2 separate regions of the Mus musculus genome follow, and region 1 is linked to region 2. Evidence: chromatin contacts called from public Hi-C data. All regions are on one chromosome and are shown on one strand. Each heading gives the region's core, a stretch centred on a gene start, on an enhancer-like site or on the middle of the called end of the contact. The rest is flanking DNA. Distances are from core to core; before and after follow the strand shown.

What was found. Hi-C and Micro-C count contacts between places; a contact is called where the count stands out from the background.
Region 1: a Hi-C map of uterus shows a contact between it and region 2, with 6 times the contacts expected there. The contact joins two enhancer-like sites.

Annotation. Positions count from the first base shown.
Region 1 is chr16:76,895,125-76,897,824 of GRCm38.p6, reverse strand. No RefSeq gene overlaps it. Among named protein-coding and RNA genes, the nearest start is that of 1700041M19Rik, 110 kb to the left of the region's middle. Within about 2 kb of position 1,339, at least 8 of the 459 cell types and tissues checked have an H3K27ac peak or open chromatin away from gene starts, as enhancers often do. A contact at or near this core is called in uterus, where this site is marked.
Region 2 is chr16:76,320,493-76,323,267 of GRCm38.p6, reverse strand. All of the region lies in intron 3 of Nrip1 (nuclear receptor interacting protein 1), which reads left to right. Among named protein-coding and RNA genes, the nearest start is that of Gm30569, 21 kb to the right of the region's middle. Within about 2 kb of position 1,512, at least 78 of the 459 cell types and tissues checked have an H3K27ac peak or open chromatin away from gene starts, as enhancers often do. A contact at or near this core is called in uterus, where this site is marked.

The DNA of each region.
Region 1 (2,700 bases), core at 90-2,589, 570 kb before region 2:
CTTCCGTCTTTAACCTTTTTTTTAAGCTTCCATCTTCTGAGAGAAAATCCAAGGCATACTGAAGATTAGAAAATACATTATTAGATGGAAAAAGCTGTGAGAATATGTCTCCTATATTTTTTTAAAATATAGGAAATGAAAGATTTCATAGTAATATGTAAGGATTTTTTTAGTGGAAAATTCCAAGAATGAATTATAGACTAAAAAAGGTCAAATATCACCTAAGCTGTGTCAGGGCTCAATGACCAACGCCTGTTAACCAGGTGACGTGTCAAGCAAGGAGAAGGATGGTCAGAGCAGCAGTGGGAAAAACATCTCAGCATGGGCTGGATCCCTAACCTCTGAGTTAGAACCGGCCTGGTCTACCACAGGAGGGTACAACAGGTAGGGCGCTAGTCCCGTTTGTACAGAAAGATCTGTGCCCAAGAAATCATGAATTCTAGGAAGCACATCTGCATTTGTTGTTAAGGAGAGCAGAATACATACATTTGTATGCATACATATATATTACATCATATATATATACATTACATGCTTATACATTCATATTATATATGCATATGCACACACATAACCCAAACACACACACACACATACACACACATATTGTGTGTGTATAATATATATAATATTATATATAATATACATTCCTATATAATATATAAAATATTAATTATATAATATTATATATGATATTAATCCTATATTGGATTATATATGTCCTATATTATATATATATATATATGTGTGTGTGTGTGTGTGTGTGTAATATTAATCTTTTACAAGTGGAAAGGTGAGCCCTTGGAAGACTAAATGACATGTTCCAGGCCATTCAAATTGTTCCCAGTACATCTTGGCTAACTCTTTGACATTCAGTAACTCAAGATAAACTTCAAAGTAGGTTCCAAGTTTTATTTAAAATTTTAACCTTTAAATAAGTGGTGTGTCTCCCCATATAAAGCAGATTAAGACGTAAGTGAGCCAAAAAGCAAACAAACCAAACATGAAAATCCTTTCCAGCAGTCCAAACTAAGAGCATGCTTTCGGCAGACAGTTTTAGAGACCTGCACGGACTCCTGGTCTTTGAATTTCTTGTTTATTTAAGAAACGACGGTAGAGATAACCTAAAATACTCCAACAGGCTATGTTAGTTGCAACCATTCCTAAAAGTTGGGAGAACCCTGGAGCGCGTGGAGGAGAAGCCTGTCAAAGCCAAGCGCTTAACTGAAGTGGTTGCCCTTTCCCCTTGCTTCCCTTCCCAGCACGTAGGACCGCGTTCAGAGCCTCAGTTCTGTTGCTCTCTCCTGCTGGTCAAAGAGGCCCAGGCTTCTCATTAATTTAATGGGAAGCTGCAAGTCCGGCCCATTCTCACCACAGAATGCGCCGCGGTCAGCACTCCCTGTCAGTCCGGATTTATTATTGTCTGTTAGCTAAAGTGCTGCTGTGCCGGAGCATCCGAAAGAGTGCATTCTCCTCCTGTGCACTTTGGGAAGAGTTATTAGCAAGAGAGCAACACATTTGAAATGTCAAACAACAAGCAAGAACAGGTTAATGATCTAAAGTTTGTGTTCTCTCTCTCTTAAAAATAATAAAAAAAAAGCTCTAAGCCACTGAGCCTTTTTTTAAAGGTGGTAGGGTAAAGATCTTGCCTTTTAGTAATGAAATGCTATGAAATGCTAATTGGGAGGAACTCACAGAAGACATCTATTGTACTAGAGATCTAATGAAATGAAAACTAGAACGGATTATGTAACTGGACAGTTAACTTCAATCCAATACAGGGAACACAAGGCCAAGTGTTGGTAAGCCGGTAAGTCACTAACCACACGGTACACCGAGCTGCTGTTCCCAGATGAGCACAAGCACACACACAATTACTGCTCCTGGGTGGATGGAGCCCAGATGATGCAATTCCCCCACCTGAGCAGGACTTTTGACCATGCAGAACCATTCTTTGTTGCAGTTATTTTTGACAGTCTGAATGGATAATCCCTGTAGCCTCTAGACCTAAGAGTTCTCCCTGGGCGTGGGGAAATGTGTGGGAAGTGGGGCTTAGGGAATAGGTAGCTGACCAAATTCTCCAGCAGAGGCTGTGTTTGAAACCACTGTGGTTTGGAGCAATAGGCAGGCAGCTCCTTTACAATGTAAAAATTCATAGATCTTTTCAAAATGCTAACTTGAGCACTTGAATTTTAGATCCTTTAAGTAAAACTAAGGAAAAACAAAAACAAAACAAAACAACAACAACAACAAAACCAAGCCCAAGGCTCCAGGAAGTTACTGACAGACTCAGTTTGGAGGCGGAGGCAAAGCTATTGGGGTTGGTTGGGATTCACTCATACACTGTGGTCCCAAAATGTTAAAAGCAATTTATCCTTATTTTAAGTCTAAAATAAAAGAAAGAGTTGGGACAGAGGAGGACATGAGGGAGACAGTCTGGCGTCTAATAGACTTGGAGTTCATTTTGACAAGTGGGTTTTGCTGGGGAGAAAAAGTTAGTCTCTTACCTACCTTCGGATTCATGTCTTCTATAGAAGGGCAGATTAGCAATAAAATTATTTGGTATGGGAGGCTGAGAAATGAAAAGATGAAGAAGTGGGAAGTCTGATCATGATTCTGTTTCAGATGAGAAAGGCACGGACATTCAGAATCAGAGGGGAAAACTAAACTAAAAAACTGAAGGGGATAACTCAGCCACAA
Region 2 (2,775 bases), core at 263-2,762:
ACAGTACCCAGTTTACTTCATGAAACTGTGTTCTGAGCGCTAGAGCTGGTGTGTTTGTTTATTTGTTTGTTTTGTCATTGTTGGTTTTTGTTTTTTGTTTTTGTTTTTTTTTTTCTTCTTCCCAGACAGGGTTTCACTGTATAGCCTTGGATGTCCTGGACCTCCAAGCTCTAAAGACCAAGCTTCCAGGAACTCACAGAGATCCCCATGCCTCTGCCTCCTGAGTTCTGGGATCAAAGGTGTGCACTACTGTGCCCCACTCTGTTATTTTGTTTTTGTTTTTATCATTTTGTATTGTTTGGTTTTAGAATAATTATTTTCAAACTTGCCTACTATAGCTCCTGCATTGAAATCCAAAGGCCCTGCTTTGGGAAAGGCCAAACATTTACCTCTCTTTAGTCTGTTTTCTGCTGCTCTAACAATATACCCAAGGCTGAGTACCGGAAGAGGAATGCATGTTTCTCGGTACTGAGCAGTCTGGGAGCACTGTGCAGTCATTTGCTTGGTGTCTGGTGAAGGCTGCATGGTACATCCTAAGAATCACTGGATAGCAGGGGATACTGCGCAGTGAGAGCACTCAGAGACCTGCCATTCTAAGTGCTAATTTCTTCCTTTATAGGGGCCACACCTTTATGACATCATTCCATCCCGTTAGTACCATTAGTGGATGAAATTGAGGATGCAGGCTCTAACACATAAGTCTGGGGGTGTCACACTCAAACCATAGCAAGGAAGCCTCAACTGCCTCGCTCTTCTTTCTCTTTTGGCCTATACATGGATGGAGATGCTGAGAACAGTGTGGAAAAGGGCACGTTTGCCTCTCCCAGCAAACAGCACTGAGCTAGCTTTACCAGGTTCTTCTCAGGTCCTTCTCAGGTCTGTTTCTAGTCACATGATACTATTTGATTGTCACTTTAGCAAGGTATATGCAATCGTACCTGGTCTTCGATTTAACCAGCCCAGAGCTTATTTTTCAAACACTGAAAGTCCTAGATTCGTGTCGATGGAGTGATTTGATTTTTACAGTGCTGCAAATCTAAGATATAGCTGTAGTTTTCAGGTTTATCACCATGACACTAAAGTATAGTCAAGGAAAAAAAAAATACCCAGCTTGAATTCATTATAAATAAAACGGAAGGAATGTTTACTTTTGAGGACTAATAGTTCCCCCCTCCCTTCTTTTTGTGATTTCTTGCTTACATAATTTGTTATGAAAGAGTGCTTCTAGGTAAGCCATCTCTCCAGAGTGCTTGTAACGTCTTCTGTTCTGCTCTGGAAGGGTTAAGAGGAGACAGCATCCTGTCAAAGACCTTGTTTTTAATTTTGCTTCTCATACTGGCGCTGATCCTGCTAAGAGCAGCCCAGATTAGTTCGGGAAACCTTTGAAGAGATTTAAGATGTCCTTCAGCCAGTTTGAAGGTTTTTGTCTTGCAAATCCAGTACAAGGGCGCCTGCAGGCATCTCGACCCTTGCTGAGCCGCTGATGCAGCTCAAGGTCACTCTAACCCGCCCTGTGACATTCAACAACAACAGAAAAAAAATTATGCGGTGGAACTGCTTCAGCATTCAGCCAACCAACAACTTCCTCAGTGAGGGAACTGGGGAAGAAGTCTCTCTCCCCTCCCCCCACCTCTACTCTCTTTTTTTTTTGGGGGGGGGGGAGGCTTTGTGAATTTTTTGCTGTAGGAAATAATCCCGGATTTCTGGTGTGCGTGATGACAAGGTCATTTCTTAATTAGAACACATGTAAAGAAGAAAGCTAAATGGCTTCAAAACAGCTTTGTAGTTGATGGAGAGGATTTAAATTATTTAAAGAGATAGTCACCCATGTATGATGGAAACCGAATTCTAAAGGCATTAACTCCTTCCTCCCCATCTCCTTGCCCTTTCTTTGCATTCTCCATGTCTGACATTGCGGGGTTGCACTCTAAAATAAGGAAAATTTGTCCAAGAGTCTGGTTTATGTTTTGAGACAAAACATAATTTATAAATGTAATCCTGAGATAAACTTTTAATGGAGTTTTCTCTCGGAGACACGGCTCCTGGAAATTTTATCAAATGGCTGGAAGAACTAGGGCTGACCCTCTGGCGGCTGTGATTCATTTATACTGTATAGGAGGGAGGTGCGTAGGGCCTGATACCTTCTCTCTCTCCCCCCTGACACACCCACTTCCGATGGAGATGCCTCACTGAACTCATTAGCCCCTGTTTCTTTCAAATCAACAGCGGATCCAGATCAGGTCTTTCAAGTTTCCAAGAATTGACACGGATTTAAAATGGACCTTCCAAAATTTGTTTCTGAGGGCAGTTGACATGCTAAGGCTAATAACACCAGACCCATGAATACTTCACAGCCATGTTGGGTTTGCTCTGCTGTGGGCCAGTAGCTCAATGAGATAGACTCCAGGAGAGTCAATGTCTTCTGCTTGGACTTCATGCATGACCCTGGGGCCCAATAATGAAAGATTAATTAATTTTATGATTGTTATATTTATAGGTATTAGATATAAACCATTAAAATTGTTATTTCTTTATGTGAGAGAAAATCACATTTGGGCCGAGAAACTTGATTTGAGTTTGATGATATTGGCAGAAGAATTTCCTCAGAATTCAGACCCCATTGCTTTTCTGCAAATAGGAGCTAATGGGAATCTGGCCAACTAGTGTGTAAAGATGTATAGTAGTTTCAGTGTGAGTATTTTAACAGGTAGTTTGGATTCTGTAAGCTACACTTAACATTTTTAAGTTGGAGTGGATAACACAGTAGATTGTATA